Regions from separate parts of the Mus musculus genome. Here all the other regions are linked to region 1. A link is a contact called in public HiChIP or PLAC-seq and promoter capture Hi-C data. All regions are on one chromosome and are shown on one strand. Each heading gives the region's core, a stretch centred on a gene start, on an enhancer-like site or on the middle of the called end of the contact. The rest is flanking DNA. Distances are from core to core; before and after follow the strand shown.

What was found. HiChIP or PLAC-seq counts read pairs in DNA pulled down with a chosen protein or histone mark. Capture Hi-C pulls out chosen DNA fragments and counts their contacts.
Region 2: a BATF HiChIP or PLAC-seq map of CD8 T cells shows a contact between it and region 1, with 5 read pairs. The contact joins the enhancer-like site here to the promoter of Ifi204 in region 1. A contact is called at or near these places in 2 of 15 datasets of contacts at CTCF or cohesin (large pre-B cells and pro-B cells), 1 of 484 Hi-C or Micro-C datasets (bone marrow-derived macrophages), 2 of 115 datasets of contacts at active chromatin or transcription factors (CD8 T cells and large pre-B cells) and 2 of 9 other capture datasets (adipose tissue and liver).
Region 3: a promoter capture Hi-C map of adipose tissue shows a contact between it and region 1. The contact joins the promoter of Olfr432 here to the promoter of Ifi204 in region 1. A contact is called at or near these places in 2 of 39 promoter capture datasets (both in the C10 cell line), 1 of 15 datasets of contacts at CTCF or cohesin (the NIH/3T3 cell line), 1 of 115 datasets of contacts at active chromatin or transcription factors (CD8 T cells) and 3 of 9 other capture datasets (adipose tissue, liver and macrophages).

Annotation. Positions count from the first base shown.
Region 1 is chr1:173,765,422-173,768,326 of GRCm38.p6, forward strand. Ifi204 (interferon activated gene 204) reads right to left here and starts at 1,498. Exons shown (of 9, transcript NM_008329.2): 1 at 1,390-1,498.
Region 2 is chr1:173,450,362-173,453,266 of GRCm38.p6, forward strand. It overlaps Aim2 (absent in melanoma 2), which reads left to right. Exons shown (of 9, transcript NM_001013779.2): 3 at 2,467-2,587. Among named protein-coding and RNA genes, the nearest start is that of Aim2, 31 kb to the left of the region's middle. Within about 2 kb of position 1,525, at least 44 of the 459 cell types and tissues checked have an H3K27ac peak or open chromatin away from gene starts, as enhancers often do. A contact at or near this core is called in CD8 T cells and bone marrow-derived macrophages, where this site is marked.
Region 3 is chr1:174,048,928-174,051,832 of GRCm38.p6, forward strand. It overlaps Olfr432 (olfactory receptor 432), which reads left to right and starts at 1,448. Exons shown (of 1, transcript NM_146716.2): 1 at 1,448-2,386. The coding sequence starts at 1,448. The coding sequence ends at 2,386. It also overlaps the pseudogene Olfr431-ps1.

The DNA.
Region 1 (2,905 bases), core at 248-2,747:
ATACAGCATTTAGAAGGCAGGGATTGGCAGAAATCTCTGAATTTGAGGCCATCCTGGACTACATAGTCATTTCTAAGCCAATCAATGCTACATAGTGGGACCTTGTCTAAAAAACAAAAGCAAAATAGATCAAAACAAAAAAAAAGCAAAAAATGATACAATTTTTAAAGTGGTTTAGAAAAATACAATACCTTCGAATTGCTGACAAAATACTATTTGATGGATTTAAACATATTAGAAAAATTTGATGCTGAAAGAGCAATTTAAAGGCACCAAAATTCTCTGCTAATATAGGTAAGGACCATCCAAGAAACATCATAAAGCCTGGAGGTTCACTACTTAACAATGAAAGATTTCAACCCAAGAAAAGTGAAACAATTTTAATTATATAATTACCAAATAATAACAAATTTTAGTTTTACAACATTACTCCCAGGACATTAAATAGTACTATGTAGTAAAATACAAAATTAATTGTAGACATTAAAGAGGGTCATGGCAGTGGGTGTCTATGATTCAAGGCCCCAGAGTCTGAGGGAAAGACAGAAGCTGAGGCAGAGGCAAGAGGACTGTAAGTTTGAGGCTGGCCTCAGCTATGTGCCAAGTTATTGGAAACCAGGCTTGGATAATGAAATTATTCTTTAAACAGAACCATTAACAAGCAATAATATGTATTTAAACAGGTATGATATTGTCTATGACTATGGTTTAAAATTTATGCATATCTCAACTACTAAAATTTAGGCAAAACAGGATAAAAAAATTAGAAAAATTACAGAAGAAATTAGTGACAGTGAACAAGTTTAACTTTCCTCATTAGTATTCACCTCCATCATGGCATGAAGAAGAGAGTATGGCAAATATTGTCTCTAACATCTGATATAGAAGGGAGCTAAGAGGAGAGCTAAACATAAAAATGTCCACAGTCTATTTAAATAACTGTGTTAACAAAAGTGGGACATTTTTCTCTACAGGCTAATGAGAGTTCTCAAGTTTTATATGAATCTCAGTTTTGTATATTCACAAAACTGGAAAGTGTGGTTTTCATTTAACATGATTTTAGTTATCAATATTTTTTGTTTCTGTCTTGTCTTTTACACAGTCCTTCACCACAAACACCTTACTCCCATGTCTTCTCTAGTGAAGATAAATGAAGAACAGTGATAAACACTAACTCATGAAAAGTCATAGGAATAGAGGAGGCATCTTTATTCTGTCATCGGCTGTCTTCCTAGTGAAGCATCGGAAACCAGCTACAGCAGGTTCAAGGCTGTGAGTGCAGCTGGCACCAGCCTTGGTCCTCCACCATTCAACACTGATTTTTTTCTATGGTCTTTTATATTTCACAGATAGATCTGATCACATGTTTAAGAAACAAACAGAACTCACCTTCCTGGATATTTCTGCAGTGATGTACAGATCCTGAGACCTTCACCGGGTCAAGAAGTGGCCTGCTTGGCTTGAGTAGGTAGGCAGCTAAGTCAGTAAATAAGAAACTGAACAGTTGGGTGTAAAGGAAGATGGTAGTGATTACAACACTCTCAGAGTTGTTTCATTTCTTGAACAGCACTGGCTGTCTCTCCCTGTGCTGTCTCCCTTGGGTGAGAAGTGCTGAATCAGCCAGGCCTCCTCCCAGTTTCGTTCATAGCTTTCAATTTCCCTGGCTTTGGAAACATCTTAACTTCCTGTAAACACTGTGGTCACTATGAAAAAAAAAATCACAGCTTAGTCAGGCTCACATTCTTTTCTGATGAATCTCACTAAATAAGAAAGCCCTAACCTTACAACTTTTGTAGCAAACGGATGTACACTGGCCACTAGACACAAAATTCACATACATGGTACAACCAGATCAAGGTGTTAAAACTAGCTGACCAAGGTTCTGCTCTACTTAGATAGGAGTCCTGGACAGCTAAGGTGGAGTTTTTTTTATTGTAGTAAAGTACTCAAGGCCCAGGGAAGAGTCTAATACGCTCAGGGTTTATAAGTATCAAGCCCTTCGGAAGCCAGAGAATTGTGGTTTTGAGGTTTTGCACAGACAGGCTGGTCTCCAGTTGAGCTGAGGTCTGAACTCCAAAGGGTGATAATTCAGCTACATGACACAGTAGGCATTCCCTTATGCTGCTGGAACTCTGGCTCCTACCTAAGTTACCTCCCCCCACAGACCCCACAAGAGAAGCATGGGTAGAAGTCATGTAGGCAATGGCCCAAGCTTCTGACCTTCAGGCTAAACTCCTCCCCAGTTACCTAGCAACAGTAAAGACCATAAAAAGGGCTGTTCAGCCCCTGTTTGCTATCTTACTTGTCTCTTCTCTTACTCCTTTGTTCTCTTAACTCTCACTTCTCTCACTCTTCTCTCCTCTTTCCTTTCTCTTTGTCTTCTCCTCTCCTCTCTCTCTCTTACTCTCTTTCTCTCTAGCCTTCTCTCTCTCTCTCTCTCTCTCTCTCTCTCTCTCTCTCTCTCTCCTTCCCTATTCTCTCTCTCCCTCCTCTCTCTCTCTTTTTCTAGCTTCTCTGTTATACCCCTACATTTCTATAATAAAGCTCTAAAACCATAAAGAGTCTCTGCTCATCAAAATCTGCTACCCTCACTCTCGCAAGTTTTGGGAACCTCTCTTCTGCCATCCTTCCCTCCTATAACCATAGTGGCTTTAGCAAAGTAGCTCAAGGGATCCCAGGTAGGGCTGCCCCTTGGCCACCCCCTGAAGAGTGGGTCAGAGGTTTGAATGCCCACCCAGGGCTGAGTGGAAAGTGTATGGCAGCTCTCCCACACCTGACAGACCAGAGAATAGGTAAAACTCTGGGGGTGTGGGTTTTCTCTTCCCCCTCTTCCCCTGGGCCCCCTTTTTAGTTCCCAACAGCTTGTGGTTCTGGGATTTAACCACCAACTGCCAACAAGGTACTT
Region 2 (2,905 bases), core at 275-2,774, 320 kb before region 1:
AGTTTTTGAAAAATACTCCTCCACCTTCTTTTCCCAGTTCCTAACACAAGCCCTCACCTCCCATCCCAAACTAAGTTTCTATTCCTTGTACACTATCACTACCCTGAATCCTGTCTATCACTTTTCTATTAATAGCTTTGACTCAGTGATTAGTCTCACATGGTTCTGTTACAAGTCCCTGATTCAGTAGCATGGCATTATAACAGTAGCCATTTAATGGAGATGTTCACCTTTTCCCCATTTTACACTTGAGGATATGGACACTTTATAAGGTTGTAATTTACCAGATGTCACACAGCCAATAAATGGCAGAGCCAGGAGTTGAGTCTGTGTCTGTCTAGCTGTCTAGCTGTCAGCCGTAGGCAGCAAGTGAACACGGTTGGAGATCCTTGAAGAATTGAGAAATCTTGGCATGAGGAAGGTGGGCGTCTGTCCCTAACAGCAGATGTCAGATGCAGGAAATGGAGAGTGGCTTTCCTTTGTTTCAGAAGGTGTACTCCAGAGGAGTCATCCTCAGGCTCACTCCCAGGAGCAATTTTCCTTTTGTTCTTCTATACCACAGCTCGCCCCCTTCTAGAACATTCTCATCAGCATGAAGCAAGACTGATTCCTCTCATGTTAGAAAAGAGATCAAGTGAGCAATTATAAGTCACTTTCTCCATTTCCTATCCCACCTCCTACCCTGTCTTTTATCACATTTCTCTGGCCCTTTTACAGCAAGACTTGTGTTGAACTTCCATCCCACTTCCTTGTCGCTCTTCTTGCTACCCGTAACCCCACATGGCTAACCCCATGACACATCTGTAGCCTTCACCTTAGGTAGCTTTATAGCAAAACAAACAAGAGACACAGTTGATTCTTAAAAAAAAAAAAAACTTTAAGAGTGATCTTTTCTTAGCTTCTGAAACATGTGTTCTCCTTTGCTACAATCCCTCAACACCCACTTCCCATGGATGCTAGGTCTGCTATTGGCAGTGGCCAGTGAGTTAGCTTTGAATTCTTGTTTCTCTTTCTGAATTTCATGGTGAGTGCACCCAGGTCTATGCCATCCCAGTAGACAAACAGGCCCAAATATGACATCCCAGTAGGGTATAAGTCCCTGCTTGGTGGTAAGTCATGTCAAATGATCTTGATAATTTGTGCTTGATGATCTGTCTGATAACACTAACCTGAAGAGAGCTGATACCCAAATCTAGGGTCCACCAAGGGCGACACTAACCTGTGTCACACCTGGGACTCACAGGCAGAGAAAATATGTGGTCAGAGTAGGGTGTGTGTCCCTTTCTCACTGCCAGGCTGGTAACGATCTAAGCAAGCTTGAGACAGTCCCACTGGCATGTAGGCAATTGCTTAGTTCTAGTGTATGTCGGGAGGGAGGTTTCATCTATGAGATGTGGCCTGGGTCTAAAAGGCGTTACTTTCTGTTTCTTGCTACTTCCCACTGCAGTGAGCAGAATTCTGGGCTAGATTTGGGCCATGTTGCCTGTGGGTGGAGACCTTTCTGCTCATCCTTCTGTCTGACCCAGATCCAAGGAGAAGAGATAGAGGAAGTGAGCATGCAGACTGACTTACACAATTCCAGTTGCTCAGTCTAGCCTGGGGGAAGGGGTTATAGAATTCTTCCAAGCAGTGATACTTCGCTATGATAGCCTCGTACTGAGTTTAAAGACTAAGGCCTGGGATGAATTCCTTCTCTCTGTCTCTCTCTGCCCCCCACCCCCCTTTGTGAATGTGGAGGAGTGTCAACATGGACAAATCTCTCCCTCCCATTTCTTCATTGTGTCTTGTCTTACTATCAAATGCAACCAAGACAGGATGGTCTCTCACATGGCTTCTTTAGGTGTTAGGAGGGTGGGTTGGGCTCTGTACAACTAATCAAAATTTGTGTGCCTGTGGGAAGATGGTTGCTAGGGGTTCTTATTTCCTGCCATATTGTTCTGTGACCTTTCAACTGGGCTTCTTAGTCAAACTAAAAGCACCCAGAATCCAGCCCAGAAGACACCTAGAACTGTATTTTTACTTAGAAAAAGTCAATGAATGTTTGTTGAATGCTTGTATTGCAGATGCTATTTTAGGAGCCAGGACTGCAGACATGAACAACAGAGTCCTTGCCCACAAGCCACTTTTATTCCAGCACAGAATGTGAACCAAAAAACTACTGGATTGCTAAGTAGACAAGTAGAGAGGAAAACGAAACAGTTTGTGGTAACAGAGAGGAACAGGGCCAGTTTTAGTTTTATAATACATATGCAGGGAAGTTTGAGTAGAAATCTACAGAGAGGGTGGGTTTAATTTATTCCAACACACAGTGAAGAGAGATAAATGGTTTTGACAAGGGGAAAAGATGGCAATTATTATATCATTATTAATACTTTAAGAGAGTTACGGAATGTGTGTCTTCGAATAACAGCCAATAACGTTAGAATTTTGTTGTTGTTTTGTTTTGTTTTGTTTTTTAATTTAAAGGTATTGTTGCCCATTCTGTGAATAATACAAAGGCAGTGGGAACAAGACAGTACAGAGGACTTGATTCAGGAGACTTGAGGTCTGGCCGCATAGTCATCCTTTAGAAGCTGGGTGGCGTCAGGTAAGTCATTGTGCCTCAAATCCCAAATTGAACCAACAATTACTGCAGAGCTGGTGTTTTCCAGGTATGCCGTAAAGGGCACTTTCACATAGTGTAACAGCCCTCCCTGTTTAGAAAGAGGCCAGCCTATCATATATGTCTTTCTTAACCCTTTCCATCTCTCAGGCTCCCTGTGCGAGCACTTGGCATATGCATTCTGCGAGGCATAGCACTGTACTCTCAGATTGCAGCTGCACCTCTTGCTGGCCCTGAGGATTGGAGTGCATTTCCTTCGCTGATAATCCACCCTCTACCCAGCACCTCACTGTGGCTGTATTT
Region 3 (2,905 bases), core at 198-2,697, 280 kb after region 1:
ATATGGTCATTGCAAGACAGGCAATATCCCTGGATTAGATTGCAGAACTCCAAAGTGTAGATGCAGAGGTAAGTCATTGGCGAGACACACACATCTCATCTGACTCATTTCTGTGGGCCTCACTTCTTGCCCCAGAGGGATCCATACTGAGAGTTAGTCATAGTAACCTCAGGGAACGTTTATTAAGGAGTTTGTGGGAGAGCTTTGTTTCCAGGAGCAGGAATTATAAATAAGGGAGTGTCTTGGGATAGAAGTGATACCAAGAAGAATGAGACTAGTTCTGTTGTAACCAAAAGAATGAGGTAATGGTTGGAGGTGGCACACAAGAGGTAAGAACAGCAAAAAAAAAAAAAAAAAAAGCAGCAGGAGGCAGCTGAATAATTGACCTTTTCTGAATAATTTCCATTTGAGTATGAGCATGACATTCTGCAGATATTAATAAAGGCTGTCCATGAGGAACCTAGTACAAATCAATCAATAACTAGAGAATCATAAGCTATTACCACGTCAGAAACTTCGGGAACCTGTAACTTAAACTTCTTCAGTTACAGGACTTCAGCCACAGAGGAAGTGTTGGTTTGGATCAAGATTCACGTTGAGTTGGTGGTGAAGACAAATGAGGAAATACGACTCCTGAAATAAGGCATTGCTTGTACTACTTTAGCACCTCTTGACACATCTCATAGGGGCTTTGCTTTGTACTTCTCCCTTTCTCCTACCCACTGCAGTATTCTGAAGTGTATCTCCCACTAGAATACTTCCAGAAAACACATCCTCTTAGCCAATGGATTATTCATGTTTCCCAAAAGTATTCAGCTTTGAGATATGTTCCTAAGATAGCCTTGTTTCTTGTCCATCATTTTCTCTTTCCACCTTTGATAAGAACCTTGATGAGTTCTAAACAAACCTGGAGAACCCCCAATAAGACTTAGATGTTAATGAATGAACATAAGTCTCCTTTTCCTACTATATCCTAGTTGTTGAATCCAGTATACAATAAGGATCATAATTTCGAATTATCATGGGAGCACTTAACTAGGAATGGTAGGAGAAAGAAGCAGAATTTTCCTATCATTTTATTTGTTGGGATTTTTCTTTTTTTTCTTTTTTTTCTTTTTTCTTTTTCTTTTTTTTTCTTTTTTTTTTTTTTTTTTTTGGCAAAGCAGAGAGGAGAAAATCTTAGGCCTGACTGCTGCCATAGTCTACAAATGTTGTTCTGTGAATTAAAACAATAATTCTATGTGGCCACTGTCACCAACAGATATTAAACAAACCACTTCTGACTACTAGTAGTCAAATCCTCTTTCATCCTGTAGATGGAATGGATTGAGTAGACAATATGTGATTTTGACTTGTGTGTTCTATACTTTGGTCTCTGGGGAACATTGTCCAGAGGAAAAACATAAAGGTGATTATTTACTGCCTTTTTCTTTCATTCCCAGGAATCATGGATCATGTCAACTATACCTGGACACGGACCTTCATCCTTGCTGGTTTCACTACCTCTGGCACCCTGCAACATCTTGCAGTTTTTGGAACCCTGTGCATCTATCTCCTCACACTGGCAGGGAACTTGTTCATCATTGTCTTGATCCAGGCAGATTCAGGGCTGTCCACTCCCATGTACTTCTTTATCAGTGTCCTCTCCTTCCTGGAACTCTGGTATGTCAGCACCACAGTGCCCACCTTGCTGCATACCTTGCTCCATGGGCCTTCACCCATCCCCTCGTCTGCATGCTTTGTCCAGCTGTATGTCTTCCACTCCTTGGGCATGACCGAGTGCTACCTGCTAGGTGTCATGGCTCTGGACCGCTACCTTGCTATCTGTCGTCCACTGCACTACCATGCACTCATGAGCAGACAGGTACAGAAACAGTTAGTTGGGGTTACATGGTTGGCTGGTTTTTCAGCTGCCCTGGTGCCTGCAGGTCTCACTGCCTCTTTACCTTATTGTTTGAAAGAGGTGGCCCATTACTTTTGTGACCTGGCACCAGTGATGCAGTTGGCATGTGTGGACACTAGCTGGCATGCTCGGCTTTATATTGCAGTGATTGGCATGATCAATACATGCAATCTTACTTTCATCTTGGGACTCTATGGAGGTATTGTGAGAGCTGTGCTGAAGCTGCCTTCAGCTGCTAGTCGTGCAAAAGCCTTTTCCACCTGTTCCTCCCATATAACCGTAGTGACACTGTTCTTTGGCTCTGCCTTCATTGTCTATGTGGGCCCACCAGAGATTCGAGCTGAAGGCAGAGACAAGCTTATTGCCTTGGTATATACTTTGCTCACCCCTTTCTTCAACCCTATTATTTATACTCTTCGCAATAAGGAAGTAAAAGAGGCTTTTAAGAGGGTCACACAGAGGATTAATGCTGTGCTGAAATGACTTGAAGTCTGCTAGGTTTATTGTATTCCATCATATGAAAATTGAAAGATTTCCCTGCTTATTGTATAGACAATTAACTAGTTGTTTCGATGATATGTCAAATTTTCAACTCATGAAATCTTTCATTAGGACACATTGTAAAATGTTGTAAGACAAATATAGTCCCTGAACCTACCAACGTAGGAGTGGGTGAGGACACAGATTTGAAGGGGAAGAAACAAAATGACGTTCACCTTTTCTCAGGCAGATGGAACTTAGTTAGAAAGTGAGTTGGTTTAATTTCTAGAATCTGGTCTGGCTATGTGTTAATGTTTCAGACCGGATTTTTGAAGAAAGACCAAGAAGATATTGAAATTAGTTAAAGATTTTGGAAGAGAGCATTGCGCAAATGTTGGGATGGACACCAGGGAGATATGAAAACAGAACACAAAAGTACATGGAGTTCAGTACATTTGGACAATATTCTGATAAATAATGTTGGAAGATGGAGTGGAGGTTTCCTCTAATAGGAAAGAGAGT